Linked DNA regions of Drosophila melanogaster: region 1 is linked to region 2. Evidence: chromatin contacts called from public targeted proximity ligation data. All regions are on one chromosome and are shown on one strand. The core of a region is the stretch at or near the end of the contact, and the rest is flanking DNA. Distances in the headings are between cores, read along the strand shown.

Evidence for each region.
Region 1: a targeted proximity ligation map of the Kc167 cell line shows a contact between it and region 2, with 3 times the contacts expected there. A contact is called at or near these places in 4 of 107 Hi-C or Micro-C datasets (the D17-c3 cell line, central nervous system, embryo and 1 more) and 1 of 7 datasets of targeted methods (the Kc167 cell line).

The regions. Positions count from the first base shown.
Region 1 is chr3R:25,647,338-25,653,119 of dm6, reverse strand. lncRNA:CR45917 (long non-coding RNA:CR45917) reads right to left here and starts at 2,548. Exons shown (of 1, transcript NR_133452.1): 1 at 1,563-2,548. jigr1 (jing interacting gene regulatory 1) reads right to left here. Exons shown (of 6, transcript NM_001347754.1): 3 at 5,467-5,782; 4 at 4,008-4,234; 5 at 3,623-3,935; 6 at 1,246-3,556. The coding sequence starts at 4,221. The coding sequence ends at 3,073. It overlaps mir-92b (mir-92b stem loop), which reads right to left and starts at 1,722; the gene lies at 1,623-1,722. It overlaps Tnks (tankyrase), which reads left to right. Exons shown (of 7, transcript NM_143153.3): 7 at 1-29.
Region 2 is chr3R:25,514,409-25,519,756 of dm6, reverse strand. It overlaps msi (musashi), which reads right to left and starts at 3,639. Exons shown (of 7, transcript NM_001276031.1): 1 at 3,408-3,639; 2 at 28-496. The coding sequence starts at 134.

The sequences.
Region 1 (5,782 bases), core at 1,299-3,798, 130 kb before region 2:
TAAATATACAAATACATATACATCAATCGAAAAATGTTTTTTTTTTCTTTTTAAGCAATATATTATGCGGGTTATTTCATATGTCTCATAACCGGAATTCATTTGTTTTGAATATTTATTATAAATTTAATAATAAGTACAATTGGTTCACTAAAATGGCGCCTTAACATTTTCAGAAGGCAATCAGTGAAGAGCAAGGGTCAAAAACTATATGCGGTATTCTATTTATAATCCGGCCATATGGAGAATGACTCCCAGTCATGGTAGTGATGTATAAATACGTAGGCATATGTTTATTAATTTTGAAACTAGCAATCTGCTTGACATTGAACTTTTAGTTGAACAATTTCAGTCACTACACTTTGTTTTAAAATGAATTTTGCATTTATGATTGCTTGAGAATTGGATGAGAGATGAACTCTTCACCTATGTAACCCAAATTAATTTTTACATCTATAAACGCAATATAAAAATCTTAAACAATGTTTTTTTTTCGTTATCATACTTTTAGTAAACACATTCTAAAATGTATATTATAGAGCCTTATCTACACTGTATTTATTTTATTTCATTTTAGAATGCTAATTTAAACCATCTTCATATTTCATTAAGTAAAGGCTACTTTGGCTTCAATATTAGTTTATTAGCTTTGATCAAAGTAGTTAGTAACGAAAGCTCCATCCTAACGATTATGTCGCTCAATGTTAAAGCTTACTGTCATTTCATTATCTTAAGCTCTCTCTTTTTCCTTTAGTAACGCTACTTTGGGAAAACTATTAGGTGATTAACTTTGAACCCAATAGAGGGTAACGAAAGCTTCGTCGTAACGACTATTGCGTGCGTAGCAGCTAGCTTTTGACCGCCAGCAGATGTGCTTGCAATTTGCAACTGTCAAGTCGACCGACACGTTAAGCTGCGCCTAAAAGTTTAAAATGCAACCGCAACGGAAGAATAATGATGATGAATGCTAAAGTACGCAAATATCTCTCTTTCCCCCTCCCGATTTCCTCTTTTACCGCTGCAGAAAACGCACGCAGGCACATTTCACTGTCAAAAATGCGGCTATAAACCATTTTGGAGCCGCCAGGAGCTGCTGTCGCAAGCATTTATTTTTATTTTCATTTCTCTTGCCACTTATGTTGGCCCGCATTTGGCCATTTCTCAAGTCTTTCGGCCCGCTCCAGTGCGTCTCTTTTTCGGGCCTTAGTTTTTTGGCATTTCCTTCTCTTATTTTTTTTATTTTTTGGCAACATATGCAAGTAATTTGATTAAATTATATAATTACAGGGCCAGACATTCGAGATGGCAAGATGAGTAGACGGCAACACGGTCCTGACTTTGACGAACAGCAGCACGCAAAACGCAGCACAACCGCACCACATTATGGCCATGGTGGTTAGCATTAAGTTAAAGTTAGGCTTAATGGCAAGCTGCTCGCAGCACCGAAAAAAATGGGCGTCATTTTGGAGCTGATACGATCAACATTGATATGTTTGTAGATCGTTTTATAAATTTGTTGCAAGATTAGTGATTAGATCCCACACAAAAACTAATTTAATAAAAAAATCTATGAAGTTATTATTTTTAATTATTTTTACAAATTATTTTGCACTGTGTAGATCGTCGACTGCGACACTCATTGCAGGCCGGGACTAGTGCAATTTGTATTTCGAAAATGCAACAAATAAGCACTGGGCACGGCCTACATCAGGTGACGTTTTAATGTACCACTGCACTCACATCTCGGATGCAATCCGCTCCAAACTCCAAACTGCCCAATCCCCATACCACTCACCTTTCGCGTTCCTTTTGTGGGCCTGGGCCTTATCAATACGCCAAGTCAGCCAACTCCAGCTGGGAAAAGGAAGAGAGGAGCCAGGAATGTCCGAGTGCCACATAAACACTGTAATTACACACACATACACACACTCACTCCCAAATGCGAGAAGCTGTAATTTAATTAAGAAATATAGACGCATTATTAAAGAAAAAGGAGTAAACAAGGGGGCAACGCACATAGAAATGGCCTGGAGGCCCCACCCAGTTTGGTCAAATGGAGATGTGCCTACTCAGACTTCATTTGGCATTAGGCATTCGGCTGTGCCGGCAATTCCGACTGCAGGTTCCAGTTTTCCCGGCACATATTTTCTCGCCATATCCCGGGATGGGAATGATGGTGCGTTGGACGTCCCACAACATCGATCAGCAATCTACGTGGAAACACCTCCAGTGATTCTGGGTGGCCTTTAAGACGGGCGTAAAATTAGGTGGTAGATAGTTTATTAGCATGGTCAGCTATCCATTGCATTATTCATGGCCTACAGTTCAACTGGCTTGAATAGCTCTTCCTCAGTGAAACTATTTCCTTGGGATAGTAATCAAAGTTTAGCTTCAAGGGCCGAAGGTGGAAGCTTTCAGAAGCTTTAGGGTTGGTTCTCGCATACAGAAAGTAATAAAACTTAAGGACCTTTTTGTTTGCTTTAAGTCTGCCAAGGGAAATGGAAATATGTATATGCCCCTTAAAGGGGCAGATTACTATTGTGTAAGATAATGATGGCCCTTATAGAGGTCCGAGTTGCGCAAGGGGAACGCTGACTGAAAGACGCTCACATTCGTGGCGAAGTCATAATTGCGTCTGATCCCACAGACTTATATACATAATGTATATTTGCATTTCAGTTGACGCCTTAATGAAACCATGAAGTGAATTATTGTTTAAAATATGTATGGTCCTTTATGTAGGATTTATAGGATTCTATACCATTACAGATGTGCATCTTACAGATAGAGTATTATGCTCTTGCCGAATCTGAAAATTAATCAATTTGGATTAGTCGACCCGTTCCCCTGCCTTTAAAACAAAGCAAATAAGTGTATTTTTCCATTATGTTAATAAATGAAATGCTTGGATCTTCCACCCCGGTTACTGCGAGGCTAGAAGACTTAAAAGAGTATAATTAAATCATAAATGAATTAATCGAATTTGTCATCAATGCAGCTTTTATGCTATACGCATAGATGTAGACACGCGTGCCAATATCCCTACCCTCAATTTAAAAGTGTAACTTAAATCTACTCGTCCTCCTCCTGCGACTCGCTGCTCTGATCTACCGGATCGACCTCATCCGTCTTTTCTTTGCTGCCGCTGTCCTCGTTGCGAAGCGAGGACTGGACCAATTCGCGGGTGAACTTCTGCACCAAGCGCAAGGCAGTGGCCGCTGGCATATCGCACAGGGAGTGGCACATGAACTCGCCAAATCCCCGGAATTTGGCGTACGCCGGTGGCAAGGGGGCTAGAGGTTGTGTTGGATAGTATCCGGATATCGACAGACTGTCGTCGACTCGGCGTTTCGACGGATGATCGTCCAAGTGCTGTGATCCACGCTTATTGCTCCTCATGGGATTAACAATTGGACTACTGATGATGTACTCCGGCTGGTTTTGGTGTCGTCGGTGATAGCTTTCCGCAAAGTGATTGTAGCCCTTGCCATTGGGCATTTCTCCATTCGTCGAGCGCTGGCTCTTGTTGGCTTCGTCAGAGTTATTCAGGGGAATCCTAAAAAGAAATGATGTCTTGTTATTAGCAAATGTTACGTTAGGCAGCAATGGATCATGGACTTACCCTAACACTGTGGTCACGGGGAGTGCCTGCTCGCAATCGAAGATCTCGGAGTCGTCCTCCAGTTCGTCCTTGATGCTGTTCATATGCCCGTTGCTGTCGCTCCGGCAATCGTCCACCTCGTAGGTCTCCTCATCCTCCTCCTTTACGCTCATGTTCTTAAAGCTGCGCCTGGGCCGTATGTGATCCCCCAGAAACTGGAGGCTTTCGAATAGAGGCCATTGTGAAGACTGTGTGGAAAGGCCATTCTCGACGCGTCGCTTCTCGATGTTATATCGATTCCTTAACGTGGTCATCCGTTCCCTTATACTGGTGGCTACGAATTAAGATGGGAATATGCCTAGAATTATTTCCTGTCATCTCAAACTGGTTTAATCCCCTTGCTCACCATCGTAGCCCAGTTTGTGGGCTATCTGTTCCCATATATGGGCCACATACAGCTTGTCCTTGAACCGCTTGTTTGACCTATCGTACAGCACTGGGTGCGATCGGTATTCCCGGATCAGACCCAGATCAAACTCGCCCGTTTGGGCGTATGTCGCTCGAGGCCGACCACGCCCCTTTGGCAACTGCGGTGGATACAAGTGCGACAGGTTCTCCATTCCTCCTCCAGCCCTGCCATGGTTATTTTCAACAATGAAAGAATTATTATTTTCCATTTAAATGTTATTTTGTGATTTGTTAAAGTTTTGATTTTTCAGTTTTCTCTTTTTTTTTAACTAAAAAGTTATTCAAAGCGAACTGACTTAAAAAACTAAAAAATTAAAAATACATAATACATGAAAACTTGAATGTTCATATTTTTTTACTTTATAACCGCTCTTTTTCTAAAACATAATTAATGCCGCTCAAAGGTCTAAAAAAAGAATCGATCCAGCGAAAGAAAAGAACACAAGAAAGAAGGAATACTTTTGAGGATATACATACACACTTACTTAGTTACCGGTTTTTCAACAAAAGGGAGCATAAACAATTAAAAAACAAAGTCTGGTCGAGCAGAAGAAGACTATTAAACGAAGCATTGGCGTGTGAGAACTACTGAATGTTCGTAAAACTGCTTGAGGTTTTGATGCTGGATGGATCGTATCCTGCATATTATCACTTCGATAAATCGGTGATCTTTTAGGGATACGGATCGATTAAATACAAAGTAAATTAGGTGCTCCCAAAGCAGAATTAAGCGGCATAATAGCTAAGCAACAAAGTAATTGGACTTCGGACAGGTATTACTGCTCACAAAATCAAGGCTAGATAGTAATTAAATTTAACGATAACCGACCGATAAATCTATGCTTTCCATCCCTAATCTGCATCCGCTTTAACGGCGTACATGCATTTTACACAGCCGCAGCCGTTTACATGTATATATACGCGTGCGTAGGTGTGTATATAAAACAAAACTGCATCTTCAGTGCTCTCTGTCTCTCTCTATCGCTCAGTTTTGGTGCTAAGCGAACGACGCGCACTGTCGGCGTCGACGCCAGCAGCGCAATAAAAACAAAGCCAGCGAATACCGTAAAAATATCAAACTACCTAAAAAAAAAAGTACAGAAACGCGCTCGCAACTGCTTGATATTAATTTTAAGCGACGCCAGCTGCGCTGCTCTGCTCACACAGATAAACATAAAGAGTCGCCTTATAAACTTTAAATAAACAATTGCAGACTACCACTAATTTACGCTGTGCGAACGGAATAAATAAATAAAAAAAAAACTGAAGAGAAATAATAAAACTAAAATAAAAAGAAAGCAGACATTACCGAGTAATTGAGAAACTGGTATTATTTTTGGCTGGCTGGCAATATCGAATTAACAAATATCTTAATTTATTTTTATAGATTTACTCACCTCGAGAAATACAATTTAGATTCGCCTCAGGTTGGTTTTAGTGTGTATTTTTATTTTTATACCTATTAAAACGCGCGCTCTTTGCTCTGCGTTGCGCTTGGGCTTGCCTCTGCTTTCTAGCTGGCTATTATGGCTAACTGTAGCTGTGGCTGTTACTTTAAAAAATCAATATAGACGTAAATAAATTAATTAAGATTGCCTGCGCAACACACGACGCTCCGCCAGTGCGATGTTCGCCGCTCTCTTTCGCTCGCGATGCTCTGTCTTTTTGCCTGCACGCACAACTAGTCGCTGTGAGAATATTTTTTAAACTGAA
Region 2 (5,348 bases), core at 2,390-4,889:
TTCCGTCGTGGAAAGTGGAAAACTCACCTTAGATTTGGGACAGCCGCCGCTGCTGCCGCCGCCGCCTGCAGGGGCGGGGGCACGTTGTACGGAAAGGGCAACTTGGCCGCAACCGCCGGATTCTCGAACAGCATTCTCGCACTGTTTTGGGGGTGGTGCTGAGCCTGGTGGTGCTGAATCTGGAGGTGGGTGCTGCTGCCGCCGGGGGGGTTGATGGTGTTGTTGTTGGTGCTTATGTTGAGAGCGGAGTTTCCAAAGCAGTAAATTTTGCTGGTTTTTCGCTTATCCCAAAGACACACGCTGAGAAAATCACTTTAGGTCGCACCAAATACTTTGTTTTTCTTGAGATTTTTTTCTTTTTGCACTTTTCTGTTGACTTTTTGCAACTATTTTGTTAAATATTATGTATTTTATAACCGCACTGAATTATTTTTGTTTTTCTTAGGTAATACTCATTTTAATACCACCAATATTAGATGGCAAGGTTTCAGATTTTCTAGAAAAAAAATTAAGTATTATTAAACTATTGTTATAACATGTTTTATGGATTTTTTCTAAGAATGCATTATGTTATTTTATTAGTAAAAGTATATAGTCATGCAACTTTTTAATGTTTACATTAAATGTATTTGTCAATATTTGTGTTTTCATTGATATTTGTATCTGAAGCGCTTTTCCATTTCCCATAACATTGATTTGCATTATTGTTTATTAATTTTAACAATTTTTTTTGGCTTTCTGGGTTTTCTTTGGCATTTCTTTGTTTTGGCTTTACGCTTTTACTTTCGCTGTTTGGCATTCGCTTTTGCCTTTTGCTTCTCGCCTTTCAATGCTGAATTCTGAATTCTCTTTTGCCATTGCCGGCTTTTTCGACACATACACACACGCCACTGCACACACACACACACTAACACTCAAGAACTCACACACGTGCGTGCCGCTCTCAAAATGGTGATAAAATATTGTTGTTTTTGCCGTTGCGGTTTGATAATATTTCACACACGGCTTTTAATTAAAAACATTTGAGTCTTGGATCGCTTGCATAGTTTTTGTATAGTTCGCTGCCGGTTTTCGTATTAATTTTTCATAAATTTAATCGATTTGCTTGAACAAAAACACATGCACACGCATACAGAAACATAAATTCATGGCATAAAAACAAATTTCTGCGACGTCATTGAATTCGCCGCAAAAGAATATGCGAATATGTGAAAGAGAAATAAAAAACCAAAGAAGCGTCCCTCGACAAAAGAAACAAAAATGTCTTCGAGTTGAGTCACTTACACGCACACACACCAGTACGTTATACACACACTCACACACACTCGCTGGTGCAAATAAACGACGCGTGACGAAAATTACACGGGAAATATTCGCAAAAATCCACGAAATTCGACAATCCTTCCGCTTCGGGCAAGGAATTTTTTTTAACTAACGGTGAAGGAGCGGCTGCGAACTGTTTAAGGCGAGCTCAGCGAATTTCGCCGTGCTGCGCTGAAGCTCTGCCGCTCTCCCTCTCCGCTCGCTCTCCACGCTCTCTCTCTGGATTTTGGGACTCTCTCTGCAGGACGTGAATACTGAGCAGAAAAAGGAGCAACAAAAAAAGCTTGGATGCAACATGCGGCTGAGTCAGTTAATGACGTACCAACCTTTTTTTTTCTCCCCCCTTTTGTGTGTCTTTTATCGCGCCTCTACCGTCATCAAGCTGGTACTCCCCCCATAATCATTTCCGATATGCAGTTCCATGCAGTTTCCCCAGACAATAGGCCTACAATATAGCCATATAGTCGCATATAGCCAGCACACTGAGTCGCCGAACGAGCGTCTTTATAGCCCGCTTTGTTCTCCCCCCAATTTAAAGTGAGCTCTGGAATAGTGGAACACCCTCAACGATAACTCCATTATCTATCCTTCAAACATGGAAATGTTGAAGGTTTTTTAAGCAACTTTGCAGATTTTCATAAAATACGTATTCTTATAAACGTCGAAAAATATGATAAAAAAAAAACAATTAAGAGCTTACTTTGTAGCATGTATGCAACTAAATTCAGTATTTCCAAGTAATTGTTATTTATAGGCTCTAACTTACTGTCATTAAAGTGTAAAGAACAGAAACTATTTTATTTATATTTCGAAAAAAAAACCATGACTTATTTTTGAGCTGTCGTTTTAAACAATTTGCACTTTACTTTATTGGGAAAATCCTAAAATATATTTGTGGGTTACAAAATTGGAGCACTGACTGTACTTGACTTTCTGTGTTTATCTTATATTGTTTGCTCAGCTCGTATTTCTTTTAAAGCTCAGCTCGCAGCTGACGCATTTTGTTGATTTTGAATGCTTAAAACTGAGAAACAAAGAGTAATTGTTTAATTCAGTTGAAGGGAAGGATTGCCAGCTATTTCGCTTTGATTTATGTGAAATTTACAAATCAAATTTATTTCGGTTGGAAAGTGTTCAGTTATCGTATCTGTTGTTTAAGCTTAATTAATTTAATTGTCACATATTCCATGGGATTTTGAACTGTACACGGGCTTATGCGTGTTTATTTCTTTTAAATAACGACAATTTGTTAAATTGTAGTAAAATATTTCATTATCGTTAGTTCCCTAGAGCCATTTCTGATTTTCTTCAAATCTTAGGTCTCCTTTCAGTTCTTATCGTACACAACTCGTTGAGAAATACACAAAACTGAAACGCAAAATTGTTGTTGTTGATAAAACTGAGCTAGTCACCGACAACAACCACAGTAAACATTAACCACAGCTTGTAGTTTGATAATGGATTTTTCTGTTTTAAAAATTGATGGTTTTCTCCAGTGCACAAATGTTCACCAATCTCGAATCGAAATTTGATATAAATTTAATCCATTTGAATTGAATTTTGTATCAATTTATTAGTAAAGCACTTATTTAATTACACATGTTTTATTTAGTCAAATTACTGGGCTTTTTATCTCGAGCTGAGAGTTCATTGTTTTATATTATTTATACACACATATCTTGAACTCGTCTTTTGTATGGATTATCGGTCTCTTAGTCATAGCGAATTAAATTGCTTTATGTTTTGGCATTCATTAGTTAAACATATCATTAGTTAATAAACCATGAAAGTTGATTTTAGATTTAATGATAAATTTTGTTTATAATCTTAATAGCCATGAAATACATATTTTATTTAGCCGCTCAAGTCATTGATTTGAATAAAGCTTGATGGGTTGTGCATGCATGTGTAGAGAGATTTCGAATCGTATTTTTAATTAATTTGCATGCACTGGCATCCGTTTTATGGATGCGGTTTGTTCATTTAGCTTAACAATTTAACACGTAATTTAATTCAGTCATGCAACATGTCAGAAACAGATTTTCTTATTATTGTATTTTCTAGGGGCGACAAATAGGAATTACTTTAAATGCGCGGCAAACAAAATTCAAGCTTTGTTTGTTTGTTTATTTTCCATTAGCCCACTTCGGTTTCGATTTCGATTTTCGGCCCAGTCCAGAATCAAGTTAAGACCTGGCTTTATCTGCATGCACAAACGGAAATCAACGACAAAACGACGACGACACGATGAAAACGAATCCACGAATCGCTCCGCTTCGAATCAACTGGCTGTTGTAACGGTCGCAGGCAAACTGAGTCCGAAAGATACAGATACAAGTACAAGCGGCCCCCGCGGAAAAGTTCTCTCACCGCCTCTCGCTTTTTATACCTCTTCCTCTCTTTGTCGATCTATCTCTCTCGGTTGTTTGTCGTTTGCGGCAAGCATAATAAAATAAAACAAGTGGTCGAGTTTTCCAACTTGCAGATACCCGGTTTTTAGATACAATAAGTTTTAGATACACTAAGCTTAACTTCCCAATGATAAATATAATTTAAAAAATTACTTTAGGAATTTTATTTAAAAAATAGATATAATATAAAATATATTTTAAAATAATACTCTGCAAACGCAATATACTCTGGGAATTTCTGAAGTACAGGGTAATCCAAAAGGAGAGCGGAATCGTTCTCTCTCTTGCGATGCGATGGCAACAACCACCCACAACATAAGCGGTTCACTCGCCCCCACCACACCACCAGCGAAGGAACAAAAACAAGCAAACTCTCTCTCCCATAAACTGAGAGCGCGTTGTTGTTTGCGGCGAAGTCGCTCAAAAAACGCCATTTGGGGAGACAGCAACAACTTTTGGGACTCATACTGTTGTCCCGTTCGCACTCGAGCGCTCTCTAACTTCCGGTCCCGTATGCTGCGACGTAGTGTTGTTGCTGTGGCTTTTTCAGTGGGGAAATGAAAATGAGCATCATTTGGTATTTACTTGGTATTTTTCGGTACTTTAAAATTGTTGCTTAAGTGCAATAAAAAATTTAATTTAATTAATTTGAAGGAAATGCTTGTAATATTGTAATTTTTATTTAACACACACTTTATTATTATTTTACCTTTACCATTTTTATATGATTGTTAAACAACGACTTAATCCCAGTTTATAGCTTATTTTATAGCGTTTTTGTCGCCTGTTGCACCCACCGCAATTACCAAATGTCGGCACGCCCCCGCAAAATTCAAAATTTACACAAATTTTTTGCAAAATCGCAGACGGGCGCTCCCAAATCAGAAGAAAAAAATCTAAAACAATAATTTCAGCGGCTTATTAGACGGCCTAAAAACATCAAAGGCCTACCCATTCCTAAGCAAGATTTCATGAAATTTGCTCCTTTTTTTATTTTCTTTATAATTCACAACAAAACGCGCAACAAGCGCAACGAGTTTTCTGCAATCGAGCAGCTGACGGCGAAAAAGAGTTTTTTTCTGTAATATATTTTCCCTTATTTTGTTTGGTCCATTTTTTCATGTTGGTTCCTTTTTTGTCGGGACACAAGAAACTTGTTTGCAGAGCTTCGGGCGATAAAGAAGGAGAAATATATAACAATAGCAACAGCAACAACAGTGACTGAGGCAGACAGGTCAAAGGAGCAGTTTTTGCCCCTGCCACGCCTCCATTTCGTCTACATCTTAACCGCCCACCGCCTGCCACGCCCCCGCCGAAGCAGCAATAAATTCTGCCAGAAAGCGTCTTCGATTAGTTCGGAAATGGCGAGAGAAGTGACTGAAACGAATAAAAAGAAAATGTTCTTAGAAAAAGTCGTCATACGTCTTCTGGACTAAGAGATACCTCTTAATTCATTATAAAAGATTTTAGAATAAGTTATTGGAATTTAGAATTAAAAACAATTATACAACAATTATAACAACTGAAATATTTTAATACCATACATTTTAGATTATTGACAGTTACCACACTTTTTAATAGATGTAGATTGCCCAAAGACCCCAAGATCCATTC